Linked DNA regions of Mus musculus: region 1 is linked to region 2. The links are chromatin contacts, called in public HiChIP or PLAC-seq maps. All regions are on one chromosome and are shown on one strand. The core of a region is the stretch at or near the end of the contact, and the rest is flanking DNA. Distances in the headings are between cores, read along the strand shown. Region 1 has its middle 40 kb from the start of Sec61g. Region 2 holds the start of Egfr (epidermal growth factor receptor).

Region 1 (7,085 bases), core at 381-2,880, 210 kb before region 2:
ATAAACTGAAGAGAATAAGTCACTGTGGAATGTTCAACCACAAGTAGCATTTATATTACCCTACAAACAAGGATTAGGGAGGGTCACGGAAGAGATGGGAGAAAGATTGTAAGAGCCAGACCATAGGGAGGATAGTTGTAAAATAACGTCTTGAATAGAACAATTGCACTTTTGAGTCCACAGCAATACTGGCTGCCTGTACAAGATCTAATTAAGACCAATCTGGTCAACTTGTTAGTATTCGTTGGAGAATGGCTCACAAGGCCAGCCTCTGGCTGAGCAGCTACTGGCAGTACATGGGTGGTGTGAGCATCTCATAGGCTGCACACATGCATATGTCAGCCTTCATTTGACACGGTGGCTTATTAAGGAAAAGTGAAGAGGAAGTAAAGTTGGGAGGGGGTCATGCAGAGATCTTGGTGAAGTCAGAGGTGGGAAGGGAAATGGGAATGATCAGAAGCTATTATACACATTTATACATTTACACAAATAATAGGTTTAATAAACAATAAATTTAAATAAAAGTATTAAGTTCTGGAAAGGTTAGCACTTTAGATACTATCCTGACAAGGGTCAGCTTGTAAACACTGACAGTGTTGTTCAGCAATGCTAAAGGTGGGCACCGGGAAAGGGAGACGAGAGTGGTTCTCAGCACCATGAGGCACAACTGATGAAGCGGTGGGTAAATGGAACACAGAGACAGGTTTCAGGCTTCCCGATGGTGCTGAAACATCTCATCATTGCCCCATTTGAGGATCAGTAAAGAGGTGCCATACAATACTGAAATTGTTTCAACCCTAATAAACCCATACATGTACCTCACATGAACTCACTTCCAAAATGTGTTAATCAAGAAGTTTCGTGTGGCAGGTTTCTGGCATAACCTTAAGGACTCACTCATTTCTATGTCTCTGAATTCAAATGTCCCACACAATGTATGTGCCACATGCTTCTGCTTGTGATGAAAGGTTTTTCAAAGTTCATTTTCCAGAGTCAACTGTAACATTGCCAACTCTCTCCAAGGGAAGACGGGCACAGATGTTCCATGATGCTCATGAGGATTGGCGTTCAGTACATTGTCTTCTTTGTCTCAGGCCAATTCTTTGCACAGTTTTCTCCAAGGCAGCATTGTAGTGATGTGCACAGTCCTTTTTGCTAAGTGATGTGAGGATTCGTGCATCTCTTCTTTGGGAGATCAAAAGTGCTCATAGCTCACATGGACTCACACACAGCACCTCTCTCCCAGCCAAGTGAATCATTCCTGCAGTTGACTGTTAGTGCCAAGTTGACTCCCAGCCAGGGCACAGTGGTTATAACTCCCAAGAAATATTCCTGGCTTTTTTCTGAAACTTTCTTTGCGTCTTCATTTACCCTTGAGTCTCCCTTCATTTTCTGGGATTTATGTTATTTGATACTTTTCCTAACATTGTAAAACCATGTTAATTCACCATTTACATTGGGCTCATTTCTCTGTTGTTTCTGGACAGACATGGAGGCATTAAAAACTGCAATCCTGGAGGTAGTTGGGTTCATCTGAAGATGTTTGATCCCAGTTCTTCACTGTGTGGTGCCCGGTGTAATCTTATTGTTGTCAAAGCCTGGCTCCAGAAAAGGAAATAGTTTTCCATATTTAACAGCAGTGCCCCTGGGACCTGCCTCGCCTTTATGAACTCAGCCTGGGCTCCTCGTGTGGGAGTCATAAAAGCAATTTTGACTCAAACCTATATTTCTTTTGGCTTTAATAAAGAACTATATAAACTTTAACTTGGCTATGCAGATCAGAAAAGTAAATGTCACTAAAGGCCTTCATTTAAGATCAGAATTAATATTTGACACTTTTTCTGTCAGAGACAAATACATAAACACAAATGGCGATGTTTATAATGTAATCAGTTTAATTAGTTTCTACATGCCAATAACATGTCAAGCTATGGAAGAATCACCTTCTTAGAACCACGTCCTGCTAACATGAAATGTGGCACAGTGTTTCCCTCCCCCCCCCCCCTCTACCCTCTTGTTAAAACATTATTTGATCATTACACACTCCCAACCCCTTTACTTCATTAGTTAGTGGTTCCAAAGTAATTTAGAAAGAGAAGATAAAACTGCAAATGCAAAGCTGGCTCTGTGCATAAATACAGGGTTAATGACCATCTGGTCCAGTATCACTGCTATGTCTCTTTAAATTTTCCTGAGCAGATGATTAAAGATCCCAAGGAAAAGTCATTGTGTAAAGAACTTCAAGAGACAAGGGATTCTCAAAATTGTGTTGATTATGCCACATCAATCAGAAAGTAGTATGTGCTGTGTTTGGAAAGAGTGAGGGAAGGCAGGGGTACTGGAACAGCTGAATAAGATGCATAGCATCTAACGATCATTCTAGAAATTGTGCTGAGTGTTTTGGGTTCAGACTTGAAAGAAGCTGAGCCACTTACTAGTCCAATGTCAAGATAGCTGAAAAAGACCACTGTGTAGTATGAACAAAGAAGAGTATGCCATTCACTTCTCTGTGTAGCGGGGATAGATTTCTTAGAGGAAAACCACACAGAAGAGTTCTGATTTGATAAGTAACATAACTGGGAAGATGGGGTTCTCTCGACATAATCAAAGATTTAAGTAATGAGTTTGGAGCCCCATCATATAGAATACTGTGAGCCAAAAATATGCTTGAGGTACTGGGGATATAACTCAGTGGTAAGGTGCTTGCCTCGCATGCACAAGGCCCTGGGTCTGATCCCCAGCACTGACGGCAGGAGGAGGTATCTGTACAAGTTCACTTAAAAATATATGCACACAGTAGTAGTTCAGGGATGGTGACTATAGATAGCCAACAGTCATACTTTTGCTATGTTTAAACATTACTCCTTTTCTGGCTTTAGAGGTTTATCACTAGATACATATGTGTCTGTGTAAGATCTTTAGGAGGATTTGAAATTTTTGTCTATTATCCCAGAAAACCATCATTATTTTAGTTCCACATATAAATCTGTCTGGAACTTATAATTTTATAATTATAATTATAATTTTTATGATAGTGAATAATGACTTTCATGGTTCTTCTATATAGCTACCCAGTTCTGTCTTTTAAATATTTAAAAGACTAATTTCTATACTGTTACTTAAGGCCACTTTTATCATCATCATTATCAGTGTGTGTGTGTGTGTGTGTGTGTGTGTGTGTGTGTGTGTGTGATTACTTCTAGGCTCTCTATTATGTTAATTCCTAATTGTCATTCTTTGCATCATCTTAAACCAAGAAATAATAACCAAATAATCTTACTTTCTTAAAACAGTATGCACACAAATAGATATTATGAATGACTTTTCATGGTATTACGGAGAAGCCATTAGAAGACTCTAAGTTTTTGTTTGTAGAACACCCCATCAAGCAGTGTCCCTGTTTCTTAAAATAACTGAAATATTGGAGGAGCTTGGAGAACTAATAATTTTGTTCTCTCTCTTGGACATGCTTTTATTCTCTCCTTCAAACCATGTAGAAAGGATGTGCCTTTTCTTCCAAAAGATACACTCAGGCTGGAAGGCCATACTCCATTTATTTTCCTTATGGTGCCTTTATTAAATATTATGTGTTCTCTTATACAAAAATCACATTTTCTCCTCAATTCTCTGTGAATACTGAGAAGCCTTGGTTAGGACTTCTCTGAAAAAGAAAAATACTTGTCTATTTATCACTGGATTCTGACGTGTGTTTTGTGGATAAATACTAAAGTAACAAAAACAATAATAATTTTGTTATCATGCTTTATTTTGGGGTAAGTTGTCCTCCCTAGTAATAACAGTTTGCAGTTGATTAGTGTGTGGGAGATACTGGCCTTCATAACTGTTCTTTATTGATATGTGACATTCTGTCTCTGCTTCGCATTGATATATTTGAGATATTTTTCTATAAAATGAATTCATTTGTGTAAGCTCTTTGCAAATGATACAATATATTTTCTAGAACCTATATTTTATTTTAGTTTTCTATAAACAATATATATTTACATATATTCAAAATACTTATTGCTCTAATATTCTCATTTTTAAAACTCTAAATAAGTTAGACCAATAATCAATGCACAAATCTTTACTGAGACTCTGCTCAACATATAGCATATTCTTAAAATTAAAAATGTAAGAATTCTAGGTTGACTGTGAAAATTCACTGTTTAAGGTGCAGTGTTTAATCTGCTGCTTTACAATTAAATGATAACTGTGCAATTTCTATGTTGCTTATTGGTAAAAGGAGAGGCTATTTCATGATGTGGCCCAAGAATTCACCAAGGCACTGAGAAAGCTAAGTATCTCTTTGCAGAGTTGTCTTCACAAAGATAAATCTCTTTTGTCATGATTATTAAAACCAATAGTTTGTGGAGCCTTCTTCAGAACTGTAATACATCATGAGGGTAGCTGGCAAGATGACTGTGAAGTGTGATTATCAGAAGCCTTGTTCATACTTCCTTGATGTATGACGTATAACATAGCTTGACAGTCATGACATAGCTAGAAAGGCATTTTGATAGTGCCCTGGTGTGAGCATAACAGCTGGGCTTTAATCTGCCTTCTTGGGTGGGAGTAAACATGCAGTTATGGTCTGCTAGAGGGGTTCCTTCTTGGAGAAGGAACTACTGCCATTGGCCATCCTTCTTGATTCTTTTTCAAGCAGAGTCTTCAATCTTTCTGGAAAAGTTCTATAAAAGATTAAAAATACATGCATAAGGGATGGAGAGATGGCTTATCAATTAAGAGCATGTCTACCTGCTTTTGCAAAGCACCCAGGCTCAGTTCTCAGAACCTACAACAGCAGGGCTCACAACTACCTGAATATAACTCCAGCTTCAAGGTATCCAACACCCTCTTCTAGTCTCAGTTGACAACTACACTCGCATACACAAAACCACGCACACACACAATTAAATAATAAATCTTTAAAAAATAAATAGATATTTCAAGGACACCAGGTTACTACCTCCTCTTACATTGGATCTGGATCAAGCATCCATTTTAAGTTTTTATCAATGGTATTTTAAAGGATAACTGCCGTTGTCCATTGGTGACTAAGCTTATGAAGATCTTTTCCTTGCAGAGTTCTTACTCAACAGAGTCATGGTGAGCCTGAATGTGTTACATTGTATTTATCTAAATTGAAAGAAGTGACATTGCATTTCTCCTTGGAGGAATCATTTCAATATTAGGATATATTTGGCTGGTGGCATTACATTAGTTGTGTGAGTTGATGCCTCCTTTCCCTTTCCACTCTCTGTAGGCACCAAGCTGCATGTCAATCACTCTTCACAAACAAGGTTGGGTTACTAAGGAGCCGTATCAGAATACCACTCTGGAAACATGTTGTTTTGTTTTTTCAGAATTATGCAAACCAAGGTAACATTCCAAAACATTTTTCTCCATTATCCCTGCAATGTTGACACTGAAAATGCCTGTTTTTCACCGAGCTCCTAATTAGGGGAGAGTTGGGATATATTTTTGGTAGGAGAACGTCATCCTCTCCATCCTGCCTCAGCTTGATATTTTTCTGAGCTGCACACAGAGAGGTCATCACACAGGACGGAGGTCTGGAGAGCTGAGAACATCTGTCGTGATGACAAAGTTTATGGCCAGGAATCTGCAGTCTGTAAGGATCTAGAGTTTCTTAGCTACCCTCTTAATTCTGAACTTGGATTGCTCTCTTCCCTAGTAACGGCTATCTTGAACTTGATTCACATTTAGCCTTAATAATTGAAAACCAAGAGCTGCTGATATAAAAGAAACTTTAAAAAAATTACTTGATAGGAGTTAAGCCAATTAGACTGCTGCATGTTGTATAACCATGGCTCTGAAAACATCGACTGCAATTAGGTACAGGATGGCAGAATGAATTGCTAAGAAAAACGTTACAGTTTTAATTTGGCTTTGATTAGTTGTACATAGTAACCACCTCTTTAGAGACATTTCTGAGAATAAAGTGGATTTGGCTGTCTATATATCGGGCAACACGGCTTTTGGTACATAAATAAAAATGTAAAAATGAAATAATGAAAAAGTAATCAGTGTTGTCTTAGCTACAAGTTCAATTACATTGAATTTATATACATTGTAGATGTGGAAGCAAGATAAATAGGAAGAAAGATAACATTTTTCAAATTCAGCCCATTAAATGCTTTGTTGTTATAGAAGCAAGAACCTTTTGTCCTGATTCTTAACATTTTCAGGCCTGTCCTGCCCTCTCTTCTTTGTCACTCAAAACTGGCCTCATGTATTCAACCTTTTGCTTATGTGTAAGTCTGCCTCTCATTTCCAGGTGCCAGTGGTACATCTCAGCATTTCAGTACTGAGCCATTACAAACTCCATGTTCTCATGCAAAACACTGGTAAAGATTTTTCACATCTATTAATTTACTAATAAATTTTGTATGTATTTAATCTTTATTTTAAAAATGTTTAGGTTCTTTATTGTATTATTTTTTGTGTGTGATTGTTTTGCCTCCATGTGTCTATATAATGAGGGCTAGTAAGATTTCTCAGTGGTGGAGATCTCACTACAAAACCTAGTGATATCTATTCAAGTCCTGATGGCAGAGGGAGGAGGAAATTGACTTCTCTAACATCTGCATGCATGTGCACTTGTACAGAGACATGCAAAAACACAAAATATATAAATAAATATATAACACACAAAACACCTTGAACTACTTTCTATCCATAGAAATTATGATTAATAATCAACTTATTGTTTCCATATTTAATTAGAAAATAATTTTAAGTGGACTAAGCTAGCCTTATGGGCAAACATGTATATAAGTTAAATGTGTATTATAGTTTACCATATGTGCATATTATTATTGTTGCACTTGGTAATATGTGTTATAGGTACCTTTCTTTAGTGTTGGGAATTGAATTCAGGGTCTTGTGGGGGGGGGGGTGTGCTAGATGATCTCCTACCAAGCTGCAACCCTAGCTGTGTAGTATTTTTTCTAAGTGTCTCCACTGACATTTTTAAATTCCCCTAAGAGTAGAAGATATATTAGACTTCTTTATGTAACTCTCATACCTGGCAGAGGGACTTCCAAAACAGCTCCTCTGTAACG
Region 2 (6,982 bases), core at 65-2,564:
AAAATCCCAAGATTACATAAAAAGCATCTATGAAAAGAGGTTGCCCGTGGGAAAAGTTTAAGAAACCCCGCTCTACTTCTCAGTGAAGGTCTCAGGTTGTGATGAGGGTCCCTGCACAGGCTGGGTGACGTGTTCCCATTCAAGACGCCACCTACAAAACTTGGGCAGCAGCCCTGACTTTGCAGGGTGCGGACGAAAAGTCCGGAATGCCTCCTTTCTGGCTGCATGGAAAAAGCTGGACTGAGCCTCACTGGTTAGCCATGACTTCTGCTAACAAGGACACCCACAGCAAAGGGGCCTAAATTAGGGGACCAAGTGATTTTGTGAAAAACTCAGAGACTTTGGATTGAATGGAAGCAGGGGACATTCCTCTGATAGCTAAGAAGTAGGGACATTGGTTGGTCTTTGCTGAAGGAATTTAGTTGTGGGTCCTGAAGTTCAGGGACACATTTCTACTGGTCAAATTCTAAGTGAACTTACTTGGCAATTTGCCTCCTGATGTGCGGCAGGGCTAGCTGAGGTCACTAGAGGATGCTAACTGCTCTAAAGATTTGTTCACTGCTGTTATGTCAAGTCTCTGCTTTTGTGGAGGAATTTGCCTCATGTGTACGTTGCTTTGCTTTTCAAGCACTCCAGACTGGCTCCAGGTGTAGAAAATGCCATGTTCTTCAACATGCATGCTTTCATCCAGCAAATATACTGAGGCCCTTCTAAGTGTCAGGAGTTGGCTGCCCTTCTTTCAGAAGACATGGAGGGTTCTTGATGGGATCTGAAGGACCCTTGGACTTCTTAGTGCCACTTCAGACTTGAGGCACCCGCCTCTGCCTGTGCTGTTGGAAACTGCTGCCAAGTCAGCCTGACCCTTCTGAGATCCTGGAGAAGTTATGGAGAATACGTGAACAGCGTCCCCACCTGTGTTATTCTCCAACCTGTGCTCTGTGGTTGGACAGTTTGTAACCGAGGTGGTCCAGAGTTGTTTGGTTAATTGAAAGAAAGGAAGGAAGAAGGTGGGAGACAGAGGGAAGGAAGGAGGGGACCCTGGCATAGATTGGCTGGACTTCCTAGGTCCTGAAATGCAGCGGAGCGGAGTCCCCTCAGAAATTAACTCCAAAGGCCACCCACTGACCCGCTGCACACAGCCAGAACTCGCCCCCAGAGCCTTGTCTAGTGGTGGCCAAGGCCATCCACCACCACCTTCCGGTCACTGCCTGCTTTCGATCCTCGCGGAGAGCGCTTCCTCTCTCCTGACATTCTCCTCCTCTTCGCTCCTCTGGATCCCTCCTCCTTCTTTAGTCCCTCCTCCTCCCGCCCAGCCTCCCCCAGTCCCGACCCGAGCTAACTAGACGTCTGGGCAGCCCCAGCGCAACGCGCAGCAGCCTCCCTCCTCTTCTTCCCGCACTGTGCGCTCCTCCTGGGCTAGGGCGTCTGGATCGAGTCCCGGAGGCTACCGCCTCCCAGACAGACGACAGGTCACCTGGACGCGAGCCTGTGTCCGGGTCTCGTCGTTGCCGGCGCAGTCACTGGGCACAACCGTGGGACTCCGTCTGTCTCGGATTAATCCCGGAGAGCCAGAGCCAACCTCTCCCGGTCAGAGATGCGACCCTCAGGGACCGCGAGAACCACACTGCTGGTGTTGCTGACCGCGCTCTGCGCCGCAGGTGGGGCGTTGGAGGAAAAGAAAGGTAAGGGCGTGTCCCACCGGCCCGCGCCCCCTGCGAGCTAGCTCGCCCAGTCCCAACCTCCGCTCGGGACTCTAAGTCCCCAGCCGCCCGCTCCTCCTCTTCTGGCTCCCAAAGGCGGCCGGGACCATAGGAGGAACTGGACGGAGTCTGGAATGGGCGAGACTGGGGCCGCCGAAGGAAGGGAGACTGGGCTAGGAGCAGAGGGGCTGCCAGGGCAGCGTGGGAGCCGCGGCTGTGCGCTCCGGGGCTCTTGACTGCTGCCAACTTAGTTGCCTCACTTTCCTGCGCTCAGTAGGCGTTCGGAGCAGAAACGTGGTGCGGGACAGCGCGGGACGCCGGGCATTGGCGCACGTGCGCCCAGTACTGTCAGGGAGAGCGGAGGGACCCCGGATCCTCAAGCGGGTCGGGTGTGTCCCACCCGCTCAGTGTGAGAGTTGAGGGACTGGAGTGCGAACCAACGCGCCCCTGGTCAAGGTCGGAACCTCTGAGACGCGCGGTTTCCTGAGCGCGGTTTCCCTCAACTCCTCTCTTCTCCAGCAGGGTACTCTCAGGACCTGGTAGCCTGAGTCCCAATGTAGCTTGCAGATTTCTGGCTTGCCCTTTCGCGGGTGTGTAGTTGCAGCAATGACCTGGAAGTGTGGAGATCTCTCTGTCACTAACCACCTAGGACTTCTGGGAAGAGATGGTGTTAGTGGTCATTTGCTTCTTCACTAGGAAAAAAAAAAGGAGGGCGTGGGGGTGGCGGGTGGGGTGGGTCGATTCCGCCTCTTAGGCATAGAGCATGCCAGAGACTTGCCAGGCTAGGTGCACTGGTTGGGGACCAAGGCTCCATGCCAGATTGGAGCTAGCGTTGCGGGGTGGCTACTTCCCCTGGGATCCCTGAATTTGCCCTTTCCCAGAAGCTTGGGCTGCTGCAGCATCACTTGCCTTTGCAATGGATGGCTGACCTCCTTGTGACAGCTGGGCCCTTGGGTGTAGTGCACCCTTGGTGTTTCAAAATGAGGCCGGTAGCAAACTTTCTTACTTGTTAGCTGAGACGTTCCCTCTTGGGTTTCTTTTTCTTTTCTTTCCTTCCACACCCCTCCCCCCCCCCAAGTGATTGATATTTGGCCAACTAAAATATAACCCCTAATTAAAAAGAAACATTGATGTCCATGGATCACACATGCCAACTGTCCAGACGGAACATGAACAAGTCTGGCTTCATGACTATCCGACCATAAACCCACTTGACACGAGAAACATGCCTCGGAAGGTTTAATTGCACAATTTCAAAATCCAGCCGCTCGGGTTCCAGGAGTCAGGTCTGCACTTGCTGTTGATGTCATCCGCATCCAAGTTGGACTTGGGGGTTGGTGCTCCGTGCACTTTTGTTGGAGGGGGTGTAAGGCTCAGTTTCCCAAACTTAACTACACAATGAAATCATTTGGGTTTAAAAATCAACAAGCAAAACAAACTACACCCCTCCTCCGTTGTTTAGCTACCACTCCATACACTCAGATTTCACGGGTCGATCTTGAGAATTAGAATTTTCAAAACTCTTGTAGCATTTGATTTGAGACTCGCTAGCATAAATGAAAAATTGATAACATCTAAAGGAAGACTACCACGACGGTTCTAACGAGCAGGAGTCTGGGAAATCTTGCAGTACAGGAAATAGCAGGGATAAAGTCGGTAAAGAGGGCTTGCTTTTTTCACAGATGGGATGGAGCACTGTGGAGCTTTTCTCCTACCTTCCTTAGCTGAAGGGCTCCAGGCCCCATCGGTCAGTTGCCTGGCATCTGTGCCTACCCATAGGACTCCCTCCCCTAGTTTTCAGTTTCCCTTAGAGCCCCTGTAGAACACCAGTTGTCTCAGCTTAACTCTGTGTTTCTTCGCTGTTAGGTGTTACTGTTATGAACACTGTTAGTGGTTGGAGATTTGTTTTCGGTTAAATAAAAATGCCACTTCATCTGTCTGTTTGTATGATATTCACTTAAAGCCAAATGCTTCTGGGTGTAGCAGGAAAGGTAGCAAGCAAATATTTATCTGTCAAAGTAACGTAAAAAGGCTAAGTTCTAAAGGACAGATTATTGAAAACGTGAGACACCCTTTCTGCAACAGGCTGATAAAAGATTTGTTTGTTTAATTGGTCAGTTTTGTTCCAGACTGGCTCCCTTAGTTGAGGTAGGGTGTTTATCCTTCCCTCCAAATCTATGGTACCATATGTAAATGTCATCAAAGCAGAAGACAGTTAGACTCTGTTTTCAGTGCATTGTCAGTCCTCACATTGCATGTAGTGAGAGGTGATTCTCATCATCTGTTTGGGGAACCTATGCACAGAGAAGTGTAGTGATTTTCCCCCATAGCTGTTAAGAAGTGATGCCAAAATTGATTCAAGTTCCTTCCACCTCCAAACTACACTACCTTATTGTAGGAGGACCAGGCTAGGTTAGGTGTGTAAATGACTCAGTTCTGATGCTAGAAGGATAAGGACCAGGAAACAGGCATTTGAAAAATCAGTCCCCATCTGAAGCTTGCTTGTTTAGTGGCCTACTTTCCTGTTCATGGATGCTGTGGTCTCCTGGGTTGCCTTTGATGGGGGCAATGTTGTCACTAAAACAAAATATGGGCAAGGTATTAGCTTGGACTTGCTGAGCAAGTTCCACCTGTACCATGATGGCAGGAGAAGGCGCTTCTTTGGAAAAGATCCTGTGCAGAGCAAATGAGGAGAGAAGGGACCCTCAGCCTGAATAAGGCAGTGGAGTTTGGAGGTGGAACCAACTTGAAGGGGATTCCAAAGGCTTCTCAAGACTGTCTGTCTGTCTGTCTGTCTGTCTGTCTGTCTGTCTCTCAGAAGACTGGGTCTTGGGAAGCCCAGTACTGGCTTTCTATCCAAGAAGCTTATGTTTTCATTCCAGGTCTAGATTAGATGGAAAGTCCCACTGGAACTCCAGGCTTCTGAAGTCTCCTTTCTAGATTCAGTAAATGTTTATTGCTTGTCTAAGATGTGGCAGACATTATGAGTTTAAAGGGGGATCTTAATGATTATATTATTGCTTCCAAACATATGTAGTTCTTGAAACCACTAGTTAAACATTGGTAATCTGCTTTTCAAATATGTAAAACAGACTAGTACTCCGACTGACTTTCTTACGGTGCACATTCCCAGTGGTAGGACATGATGTTATCTGAAGTCAGGTGGTGACACCAATAGACTCAACAGCTTCCGTTGGCTTTATTTACTTAGCCTCATAAGTCATAACTTTTCTAAAAGGAAAAAAAGGTGCTGGATTTGATATCTTAATCTCTGAAGGCTCTATCACTACCAAAATGTCTGGTCCTTTTGACGGGCTATCTGTGAAACGTGTATGCTAAGAATGGCTTTCAATCTTAGCAGTTCAAGCAGCTTGCTTTAAAAGCTATATGGGAATTATCACAGGGGGCCCTTCTTTCATGTTTACACTTCTGGGTGATTTCTTTCCAACAGACCTAGATTCCAAGTACCCTTTTCTAACTCTGTTCAACTTTTCATCAACAAAAGGCTAAACTTAAAGTTTTGGAACATTTTTTTTTTATCCCTAAATATCTCTGCAATTTCATTGTTACTGAGGAGTCCCCACACATAAGCTGCTTTATATAATTATGTAAGTTAATCACTATTGTTTGCCTTTTGAATATAAGGCCAGGCATTGAACTATTTTTTTATCCTTTTCTTTGTATTTGAGCCATGATGCATAATTTGTGCCATGCTGTCTATGTTTTGAGATATGAGAATGAGTTGGTCTTGATACCTCCCTTGAAGTGTCTAAAAGTTATTTATTAGAAGACCTAGTGAAAGATCATAAGACAGAGTCATAGAAGAAATGGAAGATCTGCATGGGAAAGGGATACTTTATAAGACAGAGTTTTGCTTTTAATTCTACCTGAGGAAGAGACAAAGAAAATCCCCAAATGGAAAAATCATTTGGGAAAAAGAGACTACTGGTTACAGAAGTGGCATCGAGAGTCAAGATCTGGAAAGCACACTAATGCCCTACTAAGGTCAAGTCAATAGGAAGAGAGAGAATGTTCTATACAGTTCCAGATGAACTCCATTAATCACAGCACAATTTTGGATCTTCTACATGAAAAGACTTATTGGAGAACTTAAAGAACTGCCAGGAAGTGGCTGCTGGTTACTATCTCCAGGAAACCTGAAGCCTGGATTGTTGGGTATCAGTGGAAATAGGGAGATGGATGACCGTTACAGGTGACATGAAGCGAGATTAAGGAGGATGCAGAACAAGGGACTGGCAGACTGATCTGGAGGCATATCTGACAAGGATGCCTTGTAGGGAACAAGTAGGGAAAGCTAAGAATGCCAGCTCAAGACAGAAACTTCCAACCTGAAAGTCTTGGTAGACACTGAGTCCATGTGCAGGGCTGGAAAGTTGGAAAATAACAGAGAACAGAAGCTGAGTATGAACTCAATGTTTAGATGCATTGAGTGTCAAGTATTGAGACAGGAACATTTATGGGACAGCAGACTTTAAAACAACAAGGCCTACCATCACTTTCTTAGATATTTCTATTTCTGTTAATGTCATTGGCTATAGAAGCATTATCCCCATGACAACCTCCCGTCAGATGCTCACTCTCACACCAGTGTTAAACCTGTCAGGACCATGGATTTACTCCTTCTTTATATACTAACAGAGACGTATTTCTAGTTATCGATCTTTTTAGTTGTAGTTCAGGAACTCATGTGTAATAGTTAGGCATGTTGCAAACCATAATGCTTATAATTGCTGCACAGCCTCCAAGGCAGATCCCCACTTCTTAAGTCATCATCAAACCGGTACTCTGTACAGTAAAAATCAAATGAAAAGCCTTCTAAGCGGTTCCCAAGCAAGGCAGAATATGAAAACAGCCATCTCTACAAGCCCATCTCTTGGTGTGGACACAGCAGAGGAATGAGAGAATGGTACTTGCTCCCTCTCAGAGGACTTAAACGTATTGGCTGAGCTGGGGGAGCCATGTGTGCACAACACCCTGCAGGGCATGGTTAACAGCAGATGTGATTTGAGATTTCTATTAAAGCACACAAAGGAGAAGACCTAATTCTCCCCACATGATAGGGGCAGTTTCTCAAAAAGAGATAGTTGCACTGAGTCTCCACAAGATGTTGGCTGGTCTCAAACAAAACAAAAAGAATGTGGAAACTCTGGGCAGCACCACCCAGCAATGTGCCTTTCCTGGCCATCTGTAACCCTGAAGTCCTTTGTAGTGAATGCAAACAATTTATTCTGTCTTGCATGGTTTACTTAAAGCACTTTAAA

What was found. HiChIP or PLAC-seq counts read pairs in DNA pulled down with a chosen protein or histone mark.
Region 1: a contact with region 2 is called in an SMC1A HiChIP or PLAC-seq map of the NIH/3T3 cell line, with 4 times the contacts expected there. The contact joins the enhancer-like site here to the promoter of Egfr in region 2. A contact is called at or near these places in 12 of 39 promoter capture datasets (the 3T3-L1 cell line, 3T3-L1-derived adipocytes, cranial neural crest and 7 more), 1 of 15 datasets of contacts at CTCF or cohesin (the NIH/3T3 cell line), 26 of 484 Hi-C or Micro-C datasets (the AML12 cell line, B cells, the C3H10T1/2 cell line and 20 more), 11 of 115 datasets of contacts at active chromatin or transcription factors (astrocytes, bone marrow-derived macrophages, embryonic stem cells and 6 more) and 1 of 9 other capture datasets (embryonic stem cells).

What each region holds. Positions count from the first base shown.
Region 1 is chr11:16,545,346-16,552,430 of GRCm38.p6, forward strand. No RefSeq gene overlaps it. Among named protein-coding and RNA genes, the nearest start is that of Sec61g, 40 kb to the left of the region's middle. Within about 2 kb of position 1,631, at least 30 of the 459 cell types and tissues checked have an H3K27ac peak or open chromatin away from gene starts, as enhancers often do. A contact at or near this core is called in the HL-1 cell line and the NIH/3T3 cell line, where this site is marked.
Region 2 is chr11:16,750,889-16,757,870 of GRCm38.p6, forward strand. Egfr (epidermal growth factor receptor) reads left to right here and starts at 1,315. Exons shown (of 28, transcript NM_207655.2): 1 at 1,315-1,682. The coding sequence starts at 1,595.